Linked DNA regions of Zea mays: region 1 is linked to region 2. The links are chromatin contacts, called in public Hi-C maps. All regions are on one chromosome and are shown on one strand. The core of a region is the stretch at or near the end of the contact, and the rest is flanking DNA. Distances in the headings are between cores, read along the strand shown.

Evidence for each region. A called contact is a pair of places that touch in the nucleus more often than the background predicts.
Region 1: a Hi-C map of ear shows a contact between it and region 2, with 2.9 times the contacts expected there. The contact joins the promoter of LOC100276771 here to the promoter of LOC100276847 in region 2. A contact is called at or near these places in 2 of 25 Hi-C or Micro-C datasets (ear and tassel).

What each region holds. Positions count from the first base shown.
Region 1 is chr1:103,762,025-103,768,241 of Zm-B73-REFERENCE-NAM-5.0, forward strand. It overlaps LOC100276771, which reads right to left and starts at 3,338. Exons shown (of 4, transcript NM_001150485.2): 1 at 2,557-3,338; 2 at 2,302-2,446. The coding sequence starts at 2,817.
Region 2 is chr1:103,207,146-103,213,369 of Zm-B73-REFERENCE-NAM-5.0, forward strand. It overlaps LOC100276847 (NADH dehydrogenase [ubiquinone] 1 beta subcomplex subunit 10-A), which reads left to right and starts at 3,782. Exons shown (of 2, transcript NM_001416002.1): 1 at 3,782-4,150; 2 at 5,608-5,866. The coding sequence starts at 3,865. The coding sequence ends at 5,738. LOC100277622 reads right to left here and starts at 3,672. Exons shown (of 3, transcript NM_001151134.2): 1 at 3,482-3,672; 2 at 3,275-3,385; 3 at 2,767-3,101. The coding sequence starts at 3,572. The coding sequence ends at 3,028.

The sequences.
Region 1 (6,217 bases), core at 2,088-4,587, 550 kb after region 2:
TAATATCATTTTACTTAAAAAGGTGCATAGCAGAATTAGATAGAAAATCACCCCTTTTAATGAAAGTGACTGGTGATTATGGATACGCGAAGAGTGATTCTAGAGGCCAAAGCATTCAGATGAAAAAGCCACCATTAACTTGAAGTGACAAACTATTTCCTGATTGTGCACCGTGGGTTTGTCTAGCAGTAAATTTTCAGTCAAAAACGTATTTGTATGATGTCATTACCGATGGCATGCATAACTGTACAAATTTTGTAGGCTTTCATTTACCACTAGTCTATTAACACTTCCTGGATACTTGATTGCAAGTTTCACATGCACCTGTTTAATTGAGAAATCCTTTTTGCACAAGACCCTAGGGTCCCATTAGCAAAGGTAAAGGAATTATAGTTCCCAGTAATAACCACAATTAGAAAGAAAATAAAGGAAATGCAGAAATTAAAGTAGATCCAACAAGCTTTAGCGGTTCAGCTTCAGTCAATTACATTGTAGATAACCAAAATGCTCGATTAGTTGCAACAAAAACAAGTTCAAACCTGAATCTAGCATCCATGTTTCAACTTATTTTTTTGAATTTATGAAGACTCATAAACACCAATTTTTACACGTTAACAAAAAAAACATAAACCATTTTTGCTAGCTATAGTTAAAAATGAAACGAGGGATTTATTGTATAACTCTACTCCCATTGCAAATAAGCACAGAAATGTTAGATCCCACTCGTTCTTACTGACATTACCATACAAGACCAGTACTTGGCTAAACTTCTTGGAGTTAAAAAGTTCTGAATTCGTAAAAGAACAATTCTCGCATCATAGCAATCATTCTTAATTGCGCATTGCAGGTTTGTGTAGTAGTGCATTTAAGTGAAGAAACATTTGTATCATTTCACTACTATTGGCATGCATGGTTACTCCATCCTGAAAACTTGATTACAAGTTTCACCAACACTAATTTAAACTTAAGGAGTCTGTTTTCCCTTAAAATCCCCAGATTCCCAAACAAGATAGAGGAATTACAGTACACGCTGAAGCCAACAACAAACAAAAAGTAAACATGGTGCACAAATTAAATAGATCCATCAAACTTTGGCCTCTAGCTATTATATACTACCTCCGTTCTCGAATATTTGTCGCCCGCTAATTCATTTTTGAACTAGATCGCGACAAATAAAAAAGAACGGAGGGAGTAGTACATAACCAAAATGCTTTTGCACCAAGTAGGGTAGCACAGAGTCACAGACCGCATCAAAATTTAAAGTTTCTAATTCTGAAAAGAAGAATTCTTCTATTGGCAATCATTCATGCTTATACATGAGTCTTCAAGATAGTTTTTCAAATCCAAAGACTGAGCCCAGGAAAGCTCGGGTAGATCCAGGCCCCGGGCCGCCTGGTGCAGCGGGCGACGGGCGTCCAGGCGTGGGTGCACGCGGAGGCAGCCAGATGCGGGCTTGTGCTGCCGGACACAAGTGCACACTGCGCAGCGATGGCTGCTGGCCGGTCAGGTAGATGTATCGTGTTCCTTCTCTTTTTCTATGACTTTTCACGATTTCATTTTTTTATATTTCCGGTTAGATTAAATTTTGTTTTTTGTCACGTACGTTCAATATAAATATAAAAATAGAAACCGGTAAAGTAATAATAACTTTAAAAATAAAGAAGAAAAACAACACAATACATGGCCTCTGAACTTCAGACCTTTGAGCGAGAAATAGATTTTCACACCACCAAGTTATTAATGTAATCTTGATTAAAGATTAAACTCAGGTTATTATAACCTGATTTAGTTGATAGTTCAAAAAAACAAATCCTGAAACTAGATTTTTAGTAGTTCGTTGTTCACTTTAAATCTAGATAAATGCCTCTTGGACGTATACACTAATGTAGTGGTGGAGGTAGAACAATTTTCATGTGCTGCACCTCAGGTCTAAATTCTAATGGCATCATTGCTTTAGATACGAGCACACGGAAGATTGATCTTTGTTCGAGTGGTATTTACAAAAATATTATTCTCAAATTTATTTTACATTATCTTATTTGTTTATTCTTGTCTTTATGTGTGTGTGTTTTAAAAAATAGTAGATCCTACCTCTGCATTTGGAACAATTGATGAAGAGAGAAGATATTGCTCCACAACTCGTATGTTATAGCTTTTGAACTATATTGCTCCAATTATGTTGAAATACACACACGGTGTCATCCTATATTCCTATTACTTCAATGGAACAAGTGTAATCCATGAAACAAGCAGTAGGAAGATTGCATAGAGCAATTTGAAAATAGGGCGGTTGGGTAGTACCAAATCCTATCTGATCCTTGTAGGATGAAAAGGGCTCAGGAGCGTCATCCTTGCTGGGCGGAGCGACGTCCCTGACGAGCTCAGCATACTCCTTCCTCTCCTGTGTCTCCCGGAGCTTCTCCAGCCTCGCCTTCAGCTCATCGCTCTGCAAACCAACCACATGACAGACTAAACCGAATCAGAATCAAAACCCACCTATTTGCCGGTACGCACAGGCCGGGACAGACAGTGCCACCAAAGACTGAGAGAAAGAACCTTCTCACGAGGTTTCGGGCTGGGTAGCACGAAGTCGGCGCCCTGGAGGAGGTCGCGGAGCGGCGGGCGGGTGTCCGGCGAGGTGGCGCACCAGATGGCACGCAGAGAGCGGTAGGAGACGGCAGGGTCCGAGGCTAGGTCGGAGGCGAGGTCACGAAGATCGGCGGGCAGGCTGACAGAGGCGGCGGCGGACGAGAGGAAGGAGCGAATGGGAGCGGTTGCTGCGACGGCGAGGCCCGTCACGGCGGTGGTCATCGCCATGACTGGCTTCAGGGAACCCAGCTACCGGACGGAAAAGAACCCGCCGTAGGAGGAGCTCTATGGCGCGGAGTCTCGCAGAGCACCTCGGTCCGTCTCCGGCGGTGGTGATGCGACCGAGCGAGGAGAGACTGAGGCAGCGGCCTAGGTCGGGCGCTCGCGACCGGATCTCACGAGGGCAGCAACACGAGGCCGTGGGTGCGACGTGGAGAAGGGGGCGCAGGAGCAGGCGAAGGCGCCGGCGAGGAGAGGAGGCGCGGGCTCCGGCAAGGAAGAGGGGGAGGCGGAAGCAGCGAATGAGCTCGTGCGCTCCACTCGTGACCGGATCGCACGAGTGCTGCAACGGCGAGGCCGTGGGTGCGGCGGTCAACGGGGTGGAGAAGGGGCGCGCAAGCGCCGGCGATGAGGAAGAGGAAGAGGTGGCGACGGCGAGGTGGGAAGCGGGAGGAAGGGGCCGGCAACGGCGGGGTGATGCGGGTAGAGCAGGGAGATCGAGATTCGAGAATCACCCTACAGCAGTGTTACCCATCCCGTTTGTGAACTGAATTCCGTCCGTTTCTGAAAACGGGAAATAACTGAATTTCGCATTCCCGAAGGGTTTACGTATTCAAATTCAAAAATTCGAATTTCGTATTTCCTGACCAAATTTCGGTGTTTTTTTGACCGGGAACCGTATTTTAGTTAGAAAAAAATAAAAAAATTGGTATAATTTGTCTGTATTTATTCAAATCATGTTGCACAATAAATAACAATATATTCACAAATAATTTAATGTCCAAAATCACATAAACCATACTTATGCAAATAGAAACCCGCAATTTGAGTGCAACGCAAAGCAAAAAGGTTACAATCATGTCATACAGTGATACAAGTATATATAAAGTTTTCCATAACACAATTCTTCACACAAATTATGTACAGACCATATATTCTACTGGAATCATAGTATTCCGGCATGTGTTGAACCTTTCGGGTATGCCATCATCAACAAGTCCGCAACCGAATGATGTCGTTGTGAATGAGGTGCTCCATAACTTGTATCTTGGGAGGTATGGTGTCGTGGTTTTGGAAATCAAGAGGACAATAGAATTTGTGTCCAGAAGGGGATGTTCGCGCGGACTCACTTCGAATAATGAACCACGTGGGATTCTGACAAGGCGTTTGAGACAGAAAGTCATACTTAAAAGGTAATTAGGCTTACACCTTTTTTCTAATTGATTTTGGTGATTGAATTGCCCAACACAAATAATTGGACTAACTAGTTTGCTCTAGTCTATAAGTTCTATAGGTGCCAAAGGTTCACAATAAGCCAATAAAAAGACCAAGAAAGGGTTCAAAAAAAGAGAGCAAAAGATAACCCAAAGGCACTCTGGTCTGGCGCACCGGACTGTACGGTGTGCAACCGGACAGTGTCTGGTGCACCACCGGACAGTGTCCGGTGCACCAGGGCACTCGAGGCTGAACTCTTCACCTTCGGGAAATTCAGAGGGCACTCCGCTATAATTCACCGGACTGTCCGGTGAGTCACCGGACAGTGACCGATGCACACCGGACTATCCGGTGTGCCAGCGGAGCAACGGCTACTTCGCGCACAACGGTCGTCTGCAACCACATTTAATGCGCTACAGTGCGCGCCAGAGTCAGAGCACGCGCAGTTGGCGCACCGGACAGTCTACAAGACCTATCCGGTGCACCACCGGACAGCCCATAGGCCCCACAAGTCAGAGCTGCAACGGTCGAACCCCAACGGTCTGCTGACGTGGCTGGCACACCGGACTGTCCGGTGCACCATGCGACAGCACACTTCCAACGGCCATTTTTGGTGGTTGGGGTTATAAATACCCCAACCACCCCACATTCATTGGCATCCAAGTTTCTGCACTTCTACACCTTACAAGAGCTATAGCATTCAATACAAGACACACCAAAGAGGTCAAATCCTCTCCCAACTCCACACAAAGCCTTAGTGATTAGAGAGAGATTTGTTGTGTTCATTTGAGCTCTTGCGCTTGGATCGCTTCTTTTCTTTCTCATTCTTTCTTGTGATCATCTCAATTGTAACCGAGGCAAGACACCAATAGTGTGGTGGTCCTTGCGGGGACTTGTTGTCCCGTTTGATTGAGAAGAGAAGCTCACTCGGTCCGAGTGACCGTTTGAGAGAGGGAAAGGGTTGAAAGAGACCCGGTCTTTGTGACCACCTCAATGGGGAGTAGGTTTGCAAGAACCGAACCTCGGTAAAACAAATCATCGTGTCTCTCTCTTTATTTGCTCACGATTTGTTTTGCGCCCTCTCTCTCGGACTCGTTTATATTTCTAACGCTAACCCGGCTTGTAGTTTGTGCTTAAGTTTGTAAATTTCAGATTCGCCCTATTCACCCTCCCTCTAGGCGACTTTCAATTGGTATCAGAGCCCGGTGCTTCATTAGAGCCTAACCACTCGAAGTGATGTTGGGAGATCACGCCAAGAAAGAGATGGGGACCGGCGAGAAGCCCATTACAAGCCACGGGAAGGCTCCATCGGGAGAGTCCTACAACAAAGGGAAGGGGAAGGAAAAGGAATCCCCTTCACACAAGTCGCGTCGGAGCGGTGACAAGAAGAAGAAGATGAGGAAGGTGGTCTACTACGAGACCGACTCCTCGTCGCCATCCACCTCCGGCTCCGACATGCCGTCCGTAACTTCTAAACGCCATGAGCGCAAGAAGTTTAGTAAGATCCCCCTACGCTACCCTCGCATTCCTAAACATGCGCCATTACTTTCCGTCCCATTGGGCAAACCACCAACGTTTGATGGTGAAGATTATGCTAGGTGGAGTGATATGATGCGATATCACCTAACCTCACTCCACAAAAGTATATGGGATGTTGTTGAGTTTGGTGTACAGGTACCATCCGTAGGGGATGAAGACTATGATGAGGACGAAGTAGCCCAAATTGTGCACTTCAACTCCCAATCCACCACTATACTCCTCACCTCTCTAAGTCGAGAGGAGTATAACAAGGTGCAAGGATTGAAGAGCGCCAAGGAGATTTGGGACGTACTCAAGACGACGCACGAAGGAGACGAAGTGACCAAGATCACCAAGCGGGAGACGATCGAGGGGGAGCTCAGTCGCTTCTGGCTTCGCTAAGGGGAGGAGCCACAAGAAATGTACAACCGGCTCAAGACCTTGGTGAACCAAGTGCGCAACCTCGGGAGTAAGAAATGGGATGACCATGAGATGGTTAAGGTTATTCTTAGATCACTTGTTTTCCTTAACCCTACACAAGTTCAATTAATTCGTGGTAATCCTAGATATACACTAATGTCTCCCGAGGAAGTAATAGGTAATTTTGTGAGCTTTGAGTTGATGATCAAAGGCTCAAAGAAAATCAACGAGCTAGATAGCCCCTCCACGCCCGAAG
Region 2 (6,224 bases), core at 2,532-5,031:
ATGGACTCTGTACAAAATGTATGCAAGTTTGTTTGGGTCTTGATTTTTATGGATGTTCCTGTGTAAATTCATGTATTTTGTTTTGTTTGATTTATTTCTTTAGAAGTTGGAGCTCTTGCATGTTTGTCCTTACCAGTTTGTACTATCAGTTTGAAGGTAATGTCCTTTCGTGGATTATTGAAATTTTTATTGAGTTCAATTGTCTGTTGTCTAAAACTCTAGATAGCAGCTATGCAAAAAAAAACAACTTTGATTGTGAGCAACCTTTTTGTTTGAACTGCCATAGAGTTTAGTGAAACCTAACACTATCATTGAGGTAGCTTTTTCATGAGCAGCTAGGTAAAGTAGCAAATATCTTATGGAATAACTGATCATTACGCACACACACGTTGACTCAAACAGTCAAACCCTTCATACGATATACCTTGTAAACTTTTAATGTTTTCCTCTAAGAATTGATTAGAGTTGTACACTCATTGGACCAGTTGCTCATTTGAAACTGCCAGTTATAACTTACAATCTTTGATACTTGCTTTTTATAAAACCTTCTATTCAATTCCATGTTTCCATTTAATTTTTCTCTAGAAATAATGTGTTCCTGTTTTGCTTCAAATCTTGTTATTGTAATTAAATATCTTTTCCGAAAGAAAATATATATCCTTATATTTTTTTTGCTTATGCAGTTAACTAGAACTTCCAGATTGCAAGTACGAGCTCTGGCATCTCATGCATGTTACCCCTGAAATGCTAAACAAACACCCCTCTGGATTTCTTGTCAATAACAGTTGCATATTTGGTATTGAGTTCATCAAAGTTGTCGCTACCAAAGCAAAAACAATGTTACAAATAGTGTTTGTCGGGAAGATGAAAGTCTTTGACAAGACCAATGTTTACACTCTGAAGAAATGACCCAACTTGCCAGAGTTTAAAATCGGTGGTACATAGTGATAATCTTTTCATCTTGCAATACTTGACATGTAAACAAAACATCGAGAAATTTGTATATGTAACTCAATTCTTTCTTAGATCTGTTGGGTTCAACTGTGCTGTACATTTCAAATCAAAGCTATGATGATTGGTTAAATGTTGTAGGTTGAGAACATGTAACCAATTGTAAATTCTTTGTTATATGATATATAGAAACCGTAGCAACGCACGGACATCAAACTAGTAGGAAACATGAGGGAGTAGGTAACGTGGACGACAGGCACGCGCACACATGAAGTAACTGTGCTGTGAGCCTGTGACTGCAGAAAAGCACAAAACAATCTATTCGTATTATTCTCACTGTCAATCATCATTCTAAAATTATCCACCGACACCTAGCATGATAGAAAAAAGTCTCACATCTTGAATTCTTGATGCATGGTCCATTACAATACTACAGTGAGACAAGATGGATCCTCAGCACCACCAAGGTATTTCTAAATGATTAAGGAGACTAATGTACGACTCCCTAGCCTTTAAAGTATTGCTTTGTTTTGTTTTGTTTGCTTCTTGTTTAGTGTTACCAACTGCTCGGCGATAAAGAGCATGTAACATAATAGATATAGAACCTGCACATTCTAATGCAAAGTCAAAGCACCAATTTGGCACTGTATGCATGCCAAACCCAAAAGGTAACCATAATATCTGACTAAAGACATTGTCATATGGGTAGTCAAACAAGAGCAACCAGTAGACCACAGAAACATTCGACTGCAATTATATGTGTGAATGTGTAATTACTTCAAACAAATTTATGTCATCAGTCAATGCCTCAAATGTGTGACTACTACATTACACAAAAAAAGGTGGTATGGCTGCTAACTTTTCAACTACTTTCACCACTACTCTCCCCATGATGGAAAATGCACACATGAAGTCAAATTCAAGCACAAGTCGAAGCATCATTCTTCAGTGTTAAACTGACAGGGAACACTTCTCTGGAAGAAATAACTGGTGCAAAGCCAGCATGGCCTCTATAAGAAAGCTGAATCGCAGACCCTACTGACTACTGTTACACCATTCACATCATCTTCACAGCTTTCCCATTGTTCATATGCATTCGTGTATGGCAGTGTGCATTTACATTTGACAAAAGAAAAGAAAAATAATAGGAAACACCAGGATTATCATACAGGCTGATCTATTAGTCAAGTGCCATGATTTCACTGCAGAACATATAAGATTTGCCGATAAAGCAAAACAATTTTGAGAAACAATGTACAAAGCACTACCAAAACCTTAAGACACTTCACATTCATAATTCATTGTAAAGTTCAAAATGGCTAACAGAAGATTTTGGTAACGAAATTCTTGTATATATGAACACTTGTCGTTGTTAAGGTACGTACAATGGAAGAGTAAGTCATTAAAAGGCGTACCCAGTGCCGTAGGCTTCCCGCACTGTGTAGGGCCTAGGAAAAGGTATCTTTAAGTACCAAGCCTTACCCGCATAACATGCAGAGGCTGGGGCCCGAATCCGGGACCTTCCGGTTACAGACGGTAGGCTAAGAGTAAGTAATTAAGATCACTAAATAATACAGTTTAATATGAGGCATGGGACAGTGCCATACAAAAAGACAGCTCAGAAAAAGAACATATCTATGTTCTAACATTTTTATGTTAAGATATGAATTTTAATTTGCAAGCTTTTCAACTTACAACCGAATTAAAGGTATTCTAATACCAGTGATCATAAGAACTAAAGACAACATAACTTTGTTCAATAATTATCGATGTATTTGCTGTCTCCAACTAAAGTGGCAATCATGCATATCTGTTCAGAAAGAAAAGGATGGATCATGAATGTAAGAAAAACTAGGCAGGTTGAGTTTGTAGAAGATAGGAAAGGCACAAGTCATAAACAATACCATGACATTGAAGTCACAATCACTTGAAAAATCCTTACATGTGTCTGAAATTGAATTAGCAGGAAGCAACCAGATTGATTTGAAACATGAACAAATCATCCTTGATGCTACAGCCTTCACTACCATCATGGAGTCATGGACCAGGCTTCTTGCAAGCACAAGCATGTACACCCTAGAAGTTCCTTGTTTTCTTGGATGCTTGCCCCAACTCTGAGAGCTTCCCGTTTTGCTTGGGCAGGTAAGCACCTGATAAACACATGCCCCCCAATGGGGTACAAATAAAATCGGTCGCAATCGTATAAGGAATGTACACAGCTCATTCATCAGGAACAGAAGCATTAAACTCAGGCCATATAGACAGATTTAAAAAAAACTGATCAGAAAACCATCTGTTGCTATTTTTGTGTTCCCCTTCTTACCAGGCCTGGAGACGAGGTTGATGCGGGACCGCGGTGCGGCGAACATCCAGTTGTCTTCGTCGAGAGACCTCACCTCCCTCTGCAGCGCCTCCATCACCTCAGACTTGAGTTCTGCAAGGCCAACCAATCGGTCAGTCACTCTGACTCTCTGAGGCATTCACCTGGCACCGCTTGCAAAAGGGAGAGAGAGATAGAGGGGCGTATCACCAGCCAGGGCCTCGTCCTTGCGGTAGAGCGCGTCGATGGAATCAGCGACGTCTTCGGCGGCCGAGATGGTCGACCTCGCCGGCGAGCTCATCGCGCCGGCTCTTCTCGGATCTGCCCTCTCCACGTGGCTGAACTGGCGTTTCCGCCTGCAGAGTGCAGACTTCGGGAAACAGTGAGTCGGCGACAGAAGCTTGTCTCTTGGCCCACCTACGCTTCATTCTGTTGGGCCGACTAACAGCCCACAGGCCTGGTTCGCATAATTAACTCATCGACCCATCAGCTCCGTCTCCCATCCGACCGAGCGGACCACACCAATCCCACACCCCCACCCCCACCCCCACCCAATCGGAAGACCGTGCGGCCGCCGGCCGCGATCGGAGAAGATGGTGCGCAAGGCAAAGGTTGAGTTCGATGAGCAGCCACCGGATAACTTCGACCCGAAGAACCCATATGCGGACCCGGTGGCTATGCTGGAGTACCGGGAACACCTGGTGCGGGAGAAGTGGATCCAGATCGAGACCGCCAAGATCATCCGGGAGCGCCTCCGCTGGTGCTACCGCATCGAGGGGATCAACCACCACCAGAAGTGCCGCCACCTCGTGGACCAGTACCTAGAGGCTACACGCGGCGTGGGTTGGGGCAAAGATGCCCGACCGCCCGAGTTACACGGTCCGAATCCCTTCATGCCTCGTCTTACCCTTTGATCGGCATGATCGATAGGTCTATATGGCTGCTTCTTCTCTGGTTCGCAGAGCCCAAGAAGATCATCGAGGCGGAGTAGCTGCTGCCTCGGCTTCTCGTGCTGCTGTTCCTGGATTGGAGGGGTGAGGCCTGCTGAAACTAAGCACATTCTTTCCTTTCTATGTATGTTGTGTGGTAATCAGTCTGAGTGGTGGAAACCGAAATGCATTAGAACAACTCCAATCATGAGTTCTATAATTGGGCCTTATATTTTGATTTAGCTACTGCTACTCAAGTCAATTTGTTTAGGCCCAAATTGAAGGATAGACTCCAAACAGTGAGCCTTAAACCGTGTGTAGGTTGCAACTGCTGCAGGATTTCGGTCATTTGACGCCATCCGTCGCCCGTCGTCGCTACTCCCATGCCCGGCTTGTTCTTTTCCTTTTCCTGTCCTGAACTAGCCTCAATATACTGGAGACCAAGAGCCGACAGGGAATGTCTGGATCGTGCAGGAACCTTGAGAGAGATGGCTGATGCTGCAGACCTAGACGACCGATGATGCATTATGACCTACCACATTGCTCTCCTCATCGGAGTGTGCTTGCAACTGTATTACTGATTTGATGCAGGTTACTATTGTTGTAACATTGGCTGCATCCTTTGCGATCTCCTTTTTCCCCCCTCATCACATATGTGTACAGTGGCCTGTTCAATGCTTCATAGAAGCATATAGGCTGATGTCTTTTTCATCACTGTGCAACTTGCCACCAATATTCCATCTCTGTCGAGTCCAACACAGATAGAATTGTACTGTCTTTTTTCAAAGAGGTGCAGAGATCAGGCACACCAAAGCAGCAGCAGCATCCTATTGAAGACCAGGATTTTGAAGAATCTATAACTAATCAAGAAGCAGACCATTATGATTGTTGGTACGAGAGCAGGAGATCAGGTGGCACGACAAAAAGTAGGCTGAGAGCGCAAATGTATTGTTAAGTAACCAGGTGACATTGTGCTGCATAACAAATGAATGAAGTCAAATGAACTGAATAATTGTATATGAAGTCCAATGAACTGAATAATTGTATGAGCTAAACAATTGCATAACAAATGAATTGCTCACAGATTCAGAGTTTCAGAATATTAAGCACTAGGCTTTAACCAATGATAGAATTATGCTCAGCATGGGCTTTAACCAATTCACATTGCAAACCTACTCAGTGAACAGCAGAGTTTCAGTTTTTGCAAACCTATTGAATTGCAAACATATAAAATACTTTGTATAGATTTTTAGGGAAGTGATGTTCCATAGATTTTTATCTTGGTAGTGCAATATGAAAGCAGTTCTACTACTGCTATTTTCCTTACTAGTATTGCAAACATCGTACATGTGTGAGAGGGAATTTTATGACAGTGGAGAATACATGTTTTTGTCTTCATGTTTCTAGGGAGGTATCAGCTACCATGTCTTGGACCCGAGACCGAGACTCATCCAGTTCAAGGAGCTCCCGCGCTCACCAGTGTAGGATCCCCTGGCCTGGCAGCCCCTGGCTTTCCCTCTCTGAATGATGCCACGTAGCAGATCAGGAAAGGAGCAAGAAGACGGACCAGAGGAGGCGGAGGGATGGAGAGGGATCGGGGCCTTCGACGGCACATATGGGAACGAGTACGAGATGGGAACGGGACTGTCGAGTGGTGGCGGATCGGGAGCAGATGTTGGCGGCGGAGAAGAAGCCTGAAATATTCGTGGAGGTTGAGAAGAGCGCAAACGGTATAGGGCCACGCTTCTCTGTGTCTCAAATATCCTACCCTTCAAGTTGGGCCCCAAAACGTTTAGACAAATTTTATTGAAATGGGGCTCCTGTTGGAGCTCTCCTTTTTTGTTTAGGCCCTATATTTTAATTTGTTTCTATGTTTAAGGCTCCTATTGGAGTTGCTTTACAAAGCCATTTGTGATGCTGGTAATTCATTGCAATCACTTTGGGGCCAGTAGTCACTTGGGAGGGGTTAACCGGAAGTAGAGAATAGAATATAATAGATTGAATGCTAAACTGGCAACGATTTC